Regions from separate parts of the Mus musculus genome. Here region 2 is linked to region 1. Evidence: chromatin contacts called from public Hi-C data. All regions are on one chromosome and are shown on one strand. Each heading gives the region's core, a stretch centred on a gene start, on an enhancer-like site or on the middle of the called end of the contact. The rest is flanking DNA. Distances are from core to core; before and after follow the strand shown.

The links. Hi-C and Micro-C count contacts between places; a contact is called where the count stands out from the background.
Region 2: a contact with region 1 is called in a Hi-C map of bone marrow-derived macrophages, with 58 read pairs. The contact joins two enhancer-like sites. A contact is called at or near these places in 1 of 39 promoter capture datasets (embryonic stem cells), 1 of 15 datasets of contacts at CTCF or cohesin (the NIH/3T3 cell line), 40 of 484 Hi-C or Micro-C datasets (B cells, the Ba/F3 cell line, the C10 cell line and 14 more), 10 of 115 datasets of contacts at active chromatin or transcription factors (the HPC-7 cell line, bone marrow-derived dendritic cells, embryonic stem cells and 1 more) and 4 of 9 other capture datasets (adipose tissue, embryonic stem cells, liver and 1 more).

Annotation. Positions count from the first base shown.
Region 1 is chr7:79,994,489-80,002,314 of GRCm38.p6, reverse strand. No RefSeq gene overlaps it. Among named protein-coding and RNA genes, the nearest start is that of Zfp710, 28 kb to the left of the region's middle. Within about 2 kb of position 4,359, at least 17 of the 459 cell types and tissues checked have an H3K27ac peak or open chromatin away from gene starts, as enhancers often do. A contact at or near this core is called in bone marrow-derived macrophages, where this site is marked.
Region 2 is chr7:80,095,969-80,103,794 of GRCm38.p6, reverse strand. Idh2 (isocitrate dehydrogenase 2 (NADP+), mitochondrial) reads left to right here. Exons shown (of 11, transcript NM_173011.2): 2 at 582-673; 3 at 2,887-3,052; 4 at 4,637-4,797; 5 at 4,881-5,024; 6 at 5,523-5,659; 7 at 5,840-5,991; 8 at 7,660-7,772. Among named protein-coding and RNA genes, the nearest start is that of Idh2, 15 kb to the left of the region's middle. Within about 2 kb of position 3,799, at least 6 of the 459 cell types and tissues checked have an H3K27ac peak or open chromatin away from gene starts, as enhancers often do. A contact at or near this core is called in bone marrow-derived macrophages, where this site is marked.

The sequences.
Region 1 (7,826 bases), core at 3,110-5,609:
TGTATTGACTTCCAAATAGATTAACAAGTGAAATTTTTGAGTGTACCCTCTCTAGAACCTATTTGTCATTTTGCTTTTTTTAAAAAAAAGATTTATTCACTTTTATGAACATATGTCTGTGTGAGAGTGTCAGATTCCATGGAACTGGAGTTAACAGATAGTTGTGAGCTGCCATGTGGGTGCTGGGAATTGAACCTGTGACGTCTGGAAGAGTAGCCAGTGCTCTTAGCCATGGAGCCATCTCTGTAGCCCCTGGTCACTTTTCTTTTAATCCCATGTGGAGTCCTTCCTGTTACATGCCTTCCTCCAGCCTTCTTTGTCTCTCCTTGTTCCCCCATTCTCATCTTCAATCTCTCACACCCCACCCTGCATCCTTTCTGCTGCTGTGGGCATGTCTGATGTAGGAAGGCAGGTGAGAGAGAAACGAACCTACAGCCTCACGCTAGGCAAGCACTCTTCCACTGGCCTACAACCCCAGGCCTCTTTTCACTTTTTATTTTGAGATAGGGTTTGATAAGTTGACCAGACTAGCCTTGAACTCATTCTGTTCAGGCAGGCCTTTAACTTGTGATCCTCCTGCCTCAGCCTCTCAAGTAGCCAGAGTTCCAGAACTGTCTTCTCGGGCCTGGCTGATCCTGCTTCTTGTAAGGTATCTCACTACTGTCTGAGAACAAGTCCCTTCATTTGCCCCCCCTCCCCAAGCCTGTGACACTGGTGCCATAGGTACCCAGATTAAAAGAGCCACATTTTCTTTTCTTTTTGTCCCTCCCTCCCCTCCCCTCCCCTCCCCTCCCCTCTCCCCTCCCCTCCCCTCCCCTCCCCTCCCCTCCCCTCCCCTCCCCTCTTCTCCTTCTCCCTCCTCCTCCTCTTCCTTCCCCCTCTCTCTTTTGAGATAAGGTCTCATATAGCCCAGCCTGGCCTTAAACCCCACAGATGACCCTGAATGCCTGGTTCCCCACCTCCCAAGCGCTGGGACCACATGCATGTGCTTACATGTTTAGCTGACATCACATGTTCCTGGTTCATATTGAGCCACTTAGAGCCAGTGAAGCTCGCTTATTGGGAACACATGCTCTTTTTTCCTAAGAGGAGATAAAGCTTAATTATGAAATATCCCTCCAGGCTCATATGTTGAATACTTGGTCCCTAGCTTGTGGCGCTGTTTTAGGAGGTTCTGGAAACCTGAAAATGAGAACCCTACCCCAAAGGAAGTGAGCCGTCCCTTTGGCAGCAGGGGTGGGATGCGGATGGGGGTGGGGTTGGTGCTTTCCCCAAGCATCCATAGATAGAACCCTCTGAATCTATGAGCCCAAACAAGGCTCCTCCTTGGAGATGCTGTGTCAGGTGTTTGGGTCACTTGATGAAATAGAACTTAATACAGCAGCCATCTTGTTTTAAAAGAGAAGGCAGAACTGAGAAGGTAGAGACTTGGAGCTTCCTTGACCTCTTGATCAAGCTACACCTGAAGGTGGATCTGCTCCCGGGTTTTCCACTCTGTTAATCAGTATGTGTTCTTGCTTTAGCTAGTTTGGCTTGGGTTTTCTGTTGCTTGCAATCTCAAGATCTTTCCCTGGTTTTCCCTCTCTAGCATCCACATGCTCCTACCTGAGGGAGCCCCACGGCCAATTTGTGGGTCCCCGTGTTGACTTTATGCTCTGTCTCCTCTTCCTCTTTGGAAGATGAGTGCTTTGCATGCATCTCACTGAAGAGAAAGAAACTGTTTTGAAATAGTCTGAGCTCTAGTCTCCTCTGTGCCTCCAAATAGACGTGCCACATATGTTCCCGGGGTTCCAGCAGACACTCGAGAAGGAGCTGTCAACTGGCTTCCATCCTGAAACCCAGACAGTTCTGCAGGGAAGCAAAGACAGCCTCAGGCAGAAACACGGAGCCTAGGGAGCCAGGCCAAGCAGACCAGAACCCGTCCTGCCTCCCGAAACAGAAGTCAACCAGCTTCTTGAACAGTCAACCCAGCTGTCAAGGTAGGGAGGTGATCAAAGGTCTAGACCCAGGAGTCAGCTAGATCTGGGTATCATCTCCCTGATACTCCAGCTGTGTGCTGGGACAAGGTCCTACGTCTCTGGAGCCTCAGTTTTCTCCTCTGGCAAATGGGAGAGCAGGGCCCACTTCATAAAGTACTTTGTGGGGACTGAATGAAGGTCATACTGAGGGTTCCCATTGCTGTGATAAAACACCGTGAACAAAAGCAGCTTGGGGAAGAAAGAACTTGTTTTCGCTTATGGCCTGTAGTCCATCATCCAAGGAAGTCAGGGTAGGAACCTAGAGGCAGGAACTGAACCAGAGACCATGGAGGAGGGGGTGTAGTAAGCACTTTGGAATTTTGGTTTCTTTACAAAACACAGAAATATTATAAGAATATGTTTTCATTTTAATCCCAGGCGTGGGATACGGGGCTGCTTCAGATTGTCCACAGCAGCTGATTATGATTTACCTCGTGCTCTGGCAGGGGTGTGATTTTGCCAGCTGTGGATAGTTTTTGCGATTGTGTGAAGTCTGGGATTCTCGGGACTTTTCAGAGAATATATAAAAGCTAGGGCCCCAAGGATAGGTGAGTGTGTTGGTCATTTGTGTGTGTGACGGGGTGTTAGTTGGTTGTTGTGGGTCATGGTTGGTCATGGCTTGTTAAGTAGCCATGCGCAAGAAGAAACCACAACAGGAAGAAATTAGATATCCTGATGTCAAAGATCAACTTGCCTGGAGCGCCACACCCCTCATCAGCAGGAAGTAGTCTAAGGATAAAGTTGCCCCCTTTCTTTCCTTTTCTTTTTTCTTTTTTTTCGAGACAGGGTTTCTCTGTGTAGCTCTGGCTGTTCTGGAACTCATTCTGTAGACCAGGCTGGCCTCGAACTCAGAAATCCGCCTGCCTCTGCCTCCCTCCTTGCTGGGGTTAAAGGCATGCGCCACCACTGCCTGGCTAATTGACCCCTTTCTGACTCTGACTTTGTTCAGGGATCTCTTTCCTTTCCTTTCTCTTTTTCTCTTATCTAGTATTAGGGGGTTAGAAGGGTGGAAGAAAGAAGAACCCACAAAGCAGCCCAAGCCAGCTACAGAGGAGTTCTGCTCACAGGCTTGCTCTTTAGGGTTTGCCTGGTTTGCTTCCTTATAGCAGCCAACATCACCAGTCCAGGTTTGGTCACACAATTGCTCATAACCACCTCTAACTTTGGTTTCTGACAGCCTTTTCTGGTGTCCTCTGGCTCTGTGCACATAGGGTGCCCTTACATACTTGCAGGCAAAACATTTACATTTTTAAAAAGCTGTGGGGGTGGGGCACTTGCTTACTGCTAGCCTAGCTCCAGGTTCATTAAGAGAACCTGTCTCAAGGGAATAAATAAGGCAGGGAATAACAGTGCAGGACACCTGATGGCCTTCTCTGTCTCTGTACATATGCACAGGTGTAAGCAAGCCACTGCTCATGTGTACAAACACCAGACAGACAGACAGACACACATACACAGACACACACAGACACACACACACACACACACACACACACACTTGTAGTTTCAGTGAGAAAGGTTCTCAAAGGCTCATATCTTTAAAGATTTATTTATTTATTTTGGTTTTTTTTGAGACAGGGTTTCTCTGAATAGCTCTGGCTGTCCTGGAACTCACTCTGTGGACCAGGCTGGCCTCGAATATTTATTTATTTTTATGTATGTGAGTATGTGAATACACATACTGTAACTGTACAGATGGTTGTGAACCTTCATGTGATTGTTGGGAATTGAATTTTTAGGACCTCTGCTTGCTCTGGTCGGCCCCACTCGCTCAGGCCCAAAGATTTATTTATTATTATATGTAAGTACATTGTAGCTGACTTCAGACACACCAGAAGAGGGTGTCAGATCTCATTTTGGGTGGTTGCTGGGATTTGAACTCAGGACCTTCAGAAGAGTAGTCAGTGCTTTTACCCACTAAGCCATCTTGCCAGCCCTCATATCTTGAAATACTTGGTCTTTAGCTGGTGGCTCCAAGTCACTAGGGGGGAAGCTTTGGGGTTTCAAAAGACTCATACCAGCTGGCTGCTGCTGGTGGTGGTGGTGGTGTACACCTTTAATCCCAGCACTTGGGAGGCAGAGACAGGCGGATCTTTGTGAGTTTGAGGTCAGTCTGGTCTACAGAGTCTTCCAGGACAGCCAGCACTACACAGAGAAACCCTATCTCAAAACAAACAAGCAAGCAAGGAAGGAAGCAAACAAAACACCCTTGCCCCCACAAAACCAAACAAAGCCAACAGATCCAAGACATTTAGAGCAAGTGCTCTCTTGACTGCTGACTGTGGCTCACTGCCTGCCATGTGAGCTCTCTCCTGCTGTTCCTGCTGCCATCTCAGCCTTTGCTCCAGCATCATGGACTTTAACCCTTTGGAACTATAAACCCGATGAAACACTTTCTTTTATAAGTTGTCTTGGTCATGGTGTTTTATTATAGCAATACAAAATTAACTAAGACACACAAAGAAAAGGAACAGCCTACTCTTTAAGTGGAACTGACTGGAAAATTCAGGCAGAGAGCCATGAGCAACCTTCTGAATCTTTGCTACCTCATCTGTAAAATGGGCACATGGAGACCAACTCTAAGACTTGTGTGTGGTAGCCAGGCAGTGTTGGCACACGCCTTTAACCCCAGCACTTGGGAGGCAGAGGCAGGCAGATTTCTGAGTTTGAGGCCAGCTTGGTCGACAGAGTGAGTTCCAGGACAGCCAGACAAGAGAAACCCTGTCTTGGAAAAAAACCAAAAAAATCCAAAACAAAACAACAACAAAAAGACTTGTGTGGTACAATGAGTGCACAGAGGCTCCTGCCTGCTACATTTGTTGTTGGAAGTGCAGTAAGAGATGAGGACACCTTACCCTGGGCAGGCTCTGCAAAAGACAGCAGCACAACTGGAGTGAGGCTGCTCTTATCTTTATGTGGACAAAGTTGGTGTGTTACTTAGATGGGGATTTTACTTATGGTGAGAGAAGAGGAAGAGGAAACAGGAAAGAGGAAGAAAGGATCTCGGGAACTCTACAGTGCTGTGGAGGAAGAAGACACAGAGTGACCTCACCTTGGCGTCTTTAAGCACAGACTGCTATTCTCTGTGATCTAGTCCCACTAGTCTGAGAAGAGCTGAGTTCTAGCCATCACGCTTGAGGGCCTCAGAAATTCCTTTTAGTTCCAGCTGAGACATCTTCCTAATTGTTTTGTATTGACACAACAAAATGCTCAAGGCTGGGTACTTTTTTTTTTTTTCGAGACAGGGTTTCTCTGTGTAGCCCTGGCTGTCCTGGAACTCACTTTGTAGACCAGGCTGGCCTCGAACTCAGAAATCCGCCTGCCTCTGCCTCCCAAGTGCTGGGATTAAAGGTGTGTGCCACCACACCTGACGGCTGGGTACTTTTTAAAGAAAAGAGGTTTGCCATATGTGACATCCCAGCAACTCAGGAAGCACAGAAAGGAGGGTTGCTACACATATTCAGGCTAGTCTGGTTTACAGAGAGCATTCCAGGCATGTAGCAAGACTGTCACAATGTAAGCCGGGTGTGGTGGCGCACGCCTTTAACCCCAGCACTTGAGAGGCAGAGGCAGGCGGATCTCTGAGTTCGAGGCCTGCCTGGTCTACAGAGTGAGTTCCAGGACAGCCAGGGCTATACAAAGAAACCCTGGGTCAAAAAACAAAAAACAAAACATAACAAAAAGACGGTCACAATATGACAGATGGCACCGAAGACAAACCGCATCAAGGAAGAAACGTTAACAGGAGGGAAAGATTGATTTCATCGAATGACAAGAAGCCAGAACACAGTGAGGGGACTGGGCTAGCTGCCCCTACCCCGTTTTTGACATGGTCTCACTATGTAGCCCTTGCTGGCCTAGAATCTGCTCTGTAGACCAGGCTGTCCTTGAACTCACAGAAATCTTCTGTTTCTGCCACTTGAATGTTGGTGTGAGCCAACATGCTTGGCTAGCTCTTTATAAATATAACAAAACAGCTTTACCTTAAAAAACCCTTTTATTGGGCTGGCGAGATGGCTTAGTGGGTAAGAGCACTGACTGCTCTTCCGAAAGTCCTGAGTTCAAATCCCAGCAACCACATGGTGGCTCACAACCACCCATAATGAGATCTGGCACCCTCTTCTGGTGCATCTGAAGTCAGCTACAGTGTACTTATCTATAATAATAAATAAATCTTATCTATCTATCTATCTATCTATCTATCTATCTATCTATCTATCTATTGAGACAGTTTCTCTGTGTAGCCCTGGCTGTCCTGGAACTCACTCTGTAGACCAGGCTAGCTTTGAACTCACAGTCTGCTTCTGCCACTGAGTGTTGAGATGAAAGGCCTAAGGCACTAATGTCAGGAACCACCTTGATTTTTGAGACAGGATCTTGTACAGAACTTGTAGCTAGCCCTCTATACAGATAGACTCACTGCCAAGCTCGTCCTGAATTCTCATCTCAGCTTGTCATATGTGCACAAACACAAATACACACATACACACACACACACACACACACAGACACACATACAGACATAAACACACACACACATAGACACACATACAGACATAAACACACACACACACACATACACACACAGACATAGACACAAATACAGACATAGACACACACACATACATAGACACACATACAGACATAAACACATACACATACACACATACACACACAGACATAGACACAAATACAGACATAGACACACACACATACATAGACACACATACAGACATAAACACATACACATACACACATACACACACAGACATAGACACAAATACAGACATAGACACACACACAGACACACATATAGACATAAACACATACACACACACACACACACACACACACACACACACACACTAGTAAAATTAAAAGTGACAATTCTTTCTTTGCTTAACCGCTCCCCCACCCCTCCCTCACTGAGCTCTGTTCCCAGCCTTAGTATTTCTCAGGTCTTGGGTGGTAGTGCATCTATTGCCATGTGTGGGTAGAAGGGACACAGCCAGGGTTTGCAGTTGGGACCTCAGGAATCTCCCATCCAGCAGCACTGCCCCAGTGCCAGAGTTCCAGGGATTTGCTGTTGAAAAAGTCTGGGAAAGCCCCCCCAATCCCGAGGTGTTGTTTACATGGGTGGCTGAGGCTCTCCTGTGACTGATCAGCAACCAGAGACTAACTGCTGCTCTTTTCTGGAATTGGAACGCAGTGCTCGTCATGACCCTCGGTATCAAACTTCTAGATCCGATTTCTAGAATTCTCCATTCTGTAGAAGATTCCCAGCATGGAGTTGCAATAGCTCTCGGGTCCAGCTGACCTGCCAGTTTAGGAGGGGCTGGGGACAGAAGGCTTTCAAAGACCATCAGAACACCGAGGGAGCCTAGAAACCTTCAGACATCAATCCTGGGGCGAGGGAGTGTCTCAGGTCTCAGGGGCATTTGGGAACACGAGCCCTGTCCTTTGTGAAGCCATAGGCTGATACACAGCAGGATGTAATTAATATCATGGAGACTCTTGAAAGACATCCTACTGCTCTAATGAAAAATGAAAACCCATTGGGCCCGTTGCCCAGAGCCTGTAGACTCAGTCAGGCCTGAAGTCTCCAGCAGAGGGTGCTCACAGGGACCACAGGGCCTGCTCCCCATTCATGCCAAGCAAGGCCAGCATTGCTAGCCACCCAATGGCGAGAAAGTAGCCCTACTTTTACTCAGCCAGAGCATCGCATCGCATATGGCAGTGACCTGCCACGTCAGGCTGTGAGTTGTTCAGAGGAGAGGCCTGGAAATGTAGGGGATGCCCAGAGGAAGG
Region 2 (7,826 bases), core at 2,550-5,049, 100 kb before region 1:
GTGGGTTTGCACTGTTGTCAGGCACAAGCTGGACTCTCACTGTGGATCTGCACATTTCTCTCCTGGCTTCAAACTTTGGGGACTCCCAGTTTGCAGACAACAGTCAAGCTTAGTGACTGTGAGAGGGCTGCGTTGGAAGGACACAGGATTATGTGGGAAAGTGAAGAGCAAGCTTTGCAGAAGTTGAGAGTTTGCGGATTTCCCTGACTTGGCACTGGAGTGAGCGGGCCATCTGGCTGTGGTTCTCTGTTGGCCTCTTCAGCATCCAAGGGGAGAGGATCTGATTGGCCAGGCTGGATCCAGCCCCCTAAGCAGGGTTAGCTCTATGTGATCATCCTCCATGTGGAAATGGAGGTCCTGAAAGCAGGAGAGGAAGCAATTGCTGGACCACTAGCACACTTGTTTTTAGTCTTCCCTCCTTAATGAAGTATTGAACTGTCAGGGAGGAAAAGGGCTCCCTTGCTGCTGCCCTGGGGCGGGGATGTGATGTGCTCCCCTGAACTGTCCCGGGGAGGGGAGGTGATGTGCTCCTCTGAGCTGCCCCAGGGCGGGGATGTGATGTGCTGTGTGCCCAATTCTAGATGCTGAGAAGAGGATCAAGGTGGAGAAGCCGGTAGTGGAGATGGACGGTGACGAGATGACCCGGATCATCTGGCAGTTCATCAAGGAGAAGGTAGCACCCCTCCTTCAGTGGGTGGCAGGTCTTGTGGGTCCCTGGTGGACAGTTTCTCCCTTTCTGCCCCTCCTCCCTCGAGTAACCACATTAGCGGTTGCTAGTTCTTTGTCTTCAGCCAGAGCCTGTCCTCGGCAGTCTGGGTTTCTCGCTGGTGCTGAAATGTTCAGGCTTTTGAAATCCTGTTTCTTTTTCTCTTCAAAGCTTTTTATCACATTTGTGTGCACGAGCGTGCTGTGGTGCACACATGGAGGTCAGAGGACTTGTCAGTTCCTCCCTACCAAGTGAGACCCTGGTATTAGACTCCAGGTGTCAGGTTTGGCAGTCAGTGCCTTCATCTCAAGAGCTACCGAGTCAAGCCCAGCACTCGGAAGGCAGAGGCAGGTGCATCTCTGAGTGACTGGTCTACAGAGTGAGTTCCAGGACAGCCAGGGCTACACAGAGAAACCCTATCTCGAAAAATCAAAACAAAACCTAAAAAGGAGATGAATTGGGGTAGGCAAGATGGCCCAGCAGGGAAAGGTGCTTGCTGACAAGTCTGAGGATGTAAGTTCAATCCCTGAGACCCACACAGAGAGGAAAGGACAAATTACTGCAAGTTGTCTTCTGTTTTCCGTGTGCTAGCTGTGGCACAGGCACATCTACACGGACGCACACACCAAATACATACATAATTACATAACCGTAATCCATTAATGTGTGTGCGTGTGTGCATGTGCACAGAGGGTGTTTGGTGACCTGTCACTCTCCAATAGTTCACTGAGTCTGTCTCTCCCAGAATTCCGAGCTTTTGTTTTCTCTGAAGCCAACAAGCCCCAGCAGTTCCCCTGTCTGTCTCTCCCCCAGATCTGGGGCTACAAGTGAATACAAGATGCCCAGGTTGCTATATGAATGCTGGAGTCCAAACCGCTCTCGTGGTTTTGCAAAAGTGCTCCTAAGTCCTGAGCCATCACTTCAGCTATATATATATAGCTGAAGACCCAATATATATATATTGATATAGTTAGTTATATAGTTAGTTTTATATATATAGCTATATAGTTATTTCAGATTTCTTTTATGTGTATAAATATTTTGTCTGCATGTGTGTGTGTGCACTACATGTGTGCCTGGTGCCCTCATAGGTCAGAATAAGGTGCTAGATTTCATGGAGCTGAAGTTACGGGTGGGTGTGAGTTATCATGTGGGTGCTGAGATCTGAAGACCCTGGGTCTTTTGTAAGAAAAACAAATGCTCATATCCCCTGAGCCACTTCTCCAGCCCTTCTACCTCCTTTAATTTCATTCTTTGTTGTTGCCAAAGTTTTACTCTGTAGCTCAGGCTGGCCCCAAACTCATAGTGGTCCTCTGTTTCAGATTCCTGAGTGCAGCAATTACAGCATGTGTTACCAAACTTAGCTGTGAGACAGGGCTTTTGTTTGTTTGTTGGGTTGGTTGGTTTTGATTTTCTGTTTGATTGTTTTTTTGAGACAGGCTTTCTCTGGGTAGCTCTGGCTGTCCTGGAACTCACTCTGTAGACCAGGCTGTCCTCACACTCATAGAGATCCATCTGCCTCTGCCTCCCAAGTGCTGGGATTAAAGGTATAAGCCACAACCACTTAGCTTTTTTTTTTTTTTTTTTTAAATATTTTAGCAGGGCTGGAGAGATGGCACAGCACTCGTTCTTGCAGAAGACCCAAGTTTGATTCCCAGCACCCACATGGCGGATCACAACTGTCTAATACATTCTTCTCTATTCACAGGCACCAGGCATGCATATGCACAGACATACATGCAAGCAAAACAGACATACATGTAGTGGGCATGGTGGTGCATGTCTTCACGAGGCATAGGCGGGTGGATCTCTCTGAGTTCCAGGACAACCAAGACTACACAGTGAGACCCCCCTCATCATCATCATCAACAACAACAACAACAACAAAGCTTTATTTTTTATTATGTGCATGTGTGTGCCTATGTGTGGGTATGCACATGAATGTTCGTTCCAGAGGAGGCAGATTCTGTGGAGCTGAAGTTACAGGTGGTCACCTAATGTAGGTTCTAGGAATTGAACTTGGGCCCTCTGCAGGAGCAGCATACTTAACTGCCTAGCCATCTCTCCAGTCACAGACGGAATCTTAACTGTGTGGCTCCAGGCTGTCACCTTGTCTGTCCATGGCACCCTGCCCAAGACAGTCGTCTGGCTTGACACTTTACTCTGGCCTTCTTCCCTAGCTCATCCTGCCTCACGTGGATGTTCAGCTCAAGTATTTTGACCTTGGGCTTCCAAACCGTGACCAGACCAATGACCAGGTCACCATTGACTCTGCTCTGGCCACCCAGAAGTACAGTGTGGCTGTCAAGTGTGCCACAATCACCCCTGATGAGGCCCGTGTGGAAGGTATGATGTGTGGTGGGGTCACAGCGAATGGGAGGGTCACAGGCTATCATGCTCAGAGGGAAGCAATTGGCTATGTCACTCATTATGGGACCGGGAGATGGAAGCGTCCAGAGCTGCGCTTCTCCGAGGCTGATGATGGAGACCACGAGTCAGCCCAGTCTCTGAGAAAGCCTGGCATGCAGCAGGGCCTGTGACGTCACTAGGATGTGCCTTGGGGAGGTGAGATTAGGGACCAGCCTCATTTCCACGGCCAGGCCAGGCTTTAGGTCTCCTAGAAGCAGGAAGGTTACGGTATGCTTGCCATGCCGTATGGCTTACAGCAGCAAGAGGCCTCAGCAGTTACAGGGAGGAAGGAGACAGTTCTGCTGCTCTCATAGTAGTGAAGGTCTTTAACAGCCTGGCCTTCTGGCCTCTTGGTCTTTTGGGTGGGCTGGTATCCAGAGGCTGGGCAGAAGCTGCAGGACAGTGGGCATCAGTGATGCTGTAATGTTGGCTAAAGGCTAAACTTGCTTTCCCTGGAACCGTCAGCATCTTCTGAAGACTCCCACTCTTTTGCCATGTGGCTGCTTGATTACCCCCACTGCACACAGTGTGGCCTTTTCTCTTCCTCTCTCCATCTCCTTTCTCCTGGCAGCTGCTGAGATTTACAGCTTGCCTCTCTTCTTTTTCTCTTAAACTAATAACATTGTCCTCAAGCTTCAAAAACAATAGATGACTGTGCTTTAGGACGTTTCCTTCCTAATTTCTGCAGCATGAGGAAGCTAGAGACTCGCCTTCCAGTTGCTCTTCAGAGCGGAGGGTGCAGCTCAGGGACAGAGTCCTTGCCTAGCATGCATAAGGCCCTGGGTTCAATCCCCAGCACTGCGAGCCGGTAACAAAGGAAAACCCAAGACACGCTGGCAGCTCCAGACCTGTAGCACACTGGGGGATCAGTTTTAGTCCTGAGTTCATCGCCTTGGCAAGCACTGTGCCACTGAGCTACATCTCCGGTGCAGTGCTGGGGTTTATAGCTCATTCTTTTATGGACAAGGTCTTAGTGTCTTGAGCAGGATAGGGTGGAGGGAAGCTGCCCTTTCTCATCACTAAGCAACTTCCATGTGGACCTGGTAAAAACGGCAGCCAGGTACTATTCTGGGCACTTTACAGATAACGTATTTATTGACAACCCAGCATGGTTGGCATTTTATTGGTTATTTCAATTCACAGCTCTGGTTAAAGCATGGTGTAAGCCTCACAGTCAGAGATGCAAGGTTCCAGAGGCCATGAATTTAAACTCTGCGACAATGGCTCTCAGTCTTCCTACTGCCGAGACCCTTTAATACAGTTCCTCATGTTGCGGATCCCCAACCATAAAATTATTTTCGTTGCTATTTCGTTATTTTGCTACTGTTATGATCGTAATGTCAGTAACTGTGTTTTCTGATGATCTTAGGAGACCCCTGTGAAAGGATTGTTCAACCCCCAGGTTGAGAACTACTGCTCTAGAGTCTAGACTCTTCTCCCTCCTCCGGGATGACTTCTGGGGCCCCCGTATGGTTTGAGAGGTAGGGCTGTGGTGGGTCTATTGTACCTCTGTTCTCACAGAGTTCAAGCTGAAGAAAATGTGGAAGAGCCCTAACGGAACGATCCGGAACATCCTTGGGGGAACCGTCTTCAGAGAGCCAATCATCTGCAAAAACATCCCCCGCCTTGTCCCTGGCTGGACCAAGCCCATCACCATTGGCAGGCACGCCCATGGCGACCAGGTAGGCCAGGCTTGGGAGACACGGTCTGTGGACTCATGCTCCCCACAGGAAGCCTTGGCTTGAACTGCCTCTCCTTTCTGCAGTACAAGGCCACAGATTTTGTGGTAGATCGAGCTGGCACGTTCAAGTTGGTCTTCACCCCAAAGGATGGCAGCAGTGCCAAGGAGTGGGAGGTGTATAACTTCCCTGCCGGAGGCGTTGGGATGGGGATGTACAACACCGACGAGGTAAGGCCCTGGCCATCCTCCTCTCCAGCCCATTTCTATCTCTATCTCTGCCTAGTTTGTTATCCTTGCTTCTGTTGGCCTCATTCTCATGCCAGGAAGAGGTAGAAGAGACCACGAGGTCAGAAAAGAGCGCCTCCTTGCCTGGACCAGGATGGGTCATGTGACCGCCTTTGAGCCAATCACTGATGGCCAGGGAGGAAGGGCTCTGATTGCATAAGTTGGAGACAGGTGATCAATCAGACCTAGCAGTAGGCGGCTTAAACAAGCCTGTACCAGCTATAAGGTCTAGGAATTATTAGGTAGAGCTGTTCGAAGTAAAGTTGGCAGCAGGGGTCTGTGCTCCCAGAAGTCTGGTGGGAGAAGATTGGCCAAGCATTCCGTGGTAACAGGAGTCCAGGAGTCTTATGGAGGTGCTGCTGGCCCTGGCCCTGGCCCTGGGACCATGGCAGAGTGGCAGTTTTCAGCCTGGGGGCCATGCTATGCCCGCTCTCCCCACAGTCCATTTCGGGCTTCGCGCACAGCTGCTTCCAGTACTCTATCCAGAAGAAATGGCCGCTCTACTTGAGCACCAAGAACACCATTCTGAAGGCCTATGACGGGCGTTTCAAGGACATCTTCCAGGAGATCTTTGACAAGTAACAACCTCTGATGCTTCCTGGGGGCACCACAGCCCCCCGGCTTCCTTGCGCCATTCCTACTTCACCTGGGGAGGTTGCTTTCCTAGTGTGCGCTTGGTTCAGTTGTGAGTTTCAGGGAGGGGTCTTTAACCTGCCAACCCCCTGCCCTCTCCCTGAGACAAGCCCTTTTGCCCCCAGGCACTATAAGACTGACTTCGACAAGAATAAGATCTGGTATGAACATCGGCTCATCGACGACATGGTGGCCCAGGTGCTCAAGTCTTCCGGTGGCTTTGTGTGGGCTTGCAAAAACTATGATGGAGACGTGCAGTCTGACATCCTGGCTCAAGGTACCGCTCCCGGAGGGGGGAAACTGTTGGAATTCCATGACTGGAATGACTTTTTTTGTTGTTGTTTTTTCAAGACAGGGTTTCTCTGTGTAGCCCTGGCTATCCTGGAACTCATTCTGTAGACCAGGCTGGTCTCAAACTCAGAGAGCCGCCTGCCTCTGCCTCCTGAGTGCTGGGATTAAAAGCATGCATCACTATCCAGCGATTTTTTTTTTTAATTAAAAGATTCCAGTATGATTGTGTAAGCACAAGGGTTACGTGAAAGAGAGGCTCTGGGGAAGAAAGTAAGACACACCCAAGAGCGTGGGCATGAACTCAGAGTCTTCTGGAAGTGTGTGTGTGAGATCCCTTATGGAGGCCAGAAGTTGATGTCAGATGCCTTCTATTATGCTCCATTATTATATTAATGTATAATAATAATCTACATTATTGGCTTTAGTATATAAGGCCAAGCATGGTAGCATTATAAAGAGAGGCAGTTGGATTTCTGTGTGTTTGAGGACATAGCCAGTTTTAAGGCAGCCAGACTTACATAATAGACCCTCTCTAAAAAAATTTTATGTGTTTATTATTTATTTTTTCTGTCTACCCAGCGCTACTGGGGATTATATATACGGCCTCATGAAAGCTAGGTGAGTGCACTACTACTGAGCTACAAGTACAGGCCTTTATTTATCTGTGCCTGTGCGCATGTGCAGCACTCGTGTGGAGGGCAGAGGGCACCCTGCATGAGTTGACTCCTTGCACCATGTGGGTCCTGGAGATTGAACTCAGGTTGTCAGGCTTGGTGGCAGGAACCTTTACCAGCCGCGCTGTCTTGTTTTCCCTCTGCCTTATTTTGAGACAGGGTAGACTAGCTGGCTGGGTGGGATCACCATCAGCTGTCTTGTCTTGTACCAAGGGATCGGCCTGTCTCCAACCCTGTGACTGCTGTGACAGAGACAGGCGTGCAGGGTGCTGAGCTCAGGTGGCTCACATTTGGAATCTCAGCACTCAGGGGATTGAGGGAAGCAGACTGCTATCATTTGAGGCCGGCTTGGGTTACATAGTGAGTTCCAGGCCAAATAAAAATAAACAGAAAAAGGGGCCGTTGAGATGGCTCAGTGGTAAAGGCACTTGCCATGGAGATTGACAGCTTGAGTCTCATCCCCAGAATCTACATGGTGGAGAAAGCACTCTTGCAAAGCTGTCCTCTGACCTCTACATGTAACACTGGCCCATGTGCACCATCCCCTACACAAAACAAACAAACAAACAAACGAACGAACAAACAAATAAAAAAGAAAACCTCAGAACACAAGCAAGCTGGATCTTTTTCTTATGGAAGTTCCCCACATTTTCTCTTCTCTGGCCTTCACATTCTTTGTGGGTCTGGGGGAGTTTTTTGATTCTCCAGAGTCCTTGACAACAGACCCATTCCAGCTGAAGTCTGGATTTGGGGACATTTGAAATAAAGGGGCTAACAGTGTCAGAAACAGGGAGGCTTGCAAAATTGCTGATGGCGGCTTATTTCTTCCTGAAATGGCCTTCCAGGGGGCTTCAGACTGACCGCCTCAGGCTATGGGGTCTGGAAAGGGAACACACAGAGGTGACAGTGGCGTGGAGTCTAAGCTGAAGGGTTCTGAGCTGAAGCATGGCTCTGAGGAGAGATCTGTCCCTCCCCGCCAGGCTTTGGCTCCCTCGGCCTGATGACATCTGTGCTGGTCTGCCCTGATGGGAAGACAATTGAGGCTGAGGCTGCTCATGGGACAGTCACCCGCCATTACCGAGAACACCAGAAGGTAAATGTGTGCATTTCAAGGTCCATAGCCCACTGGCCCTGATGACCGGGAGGA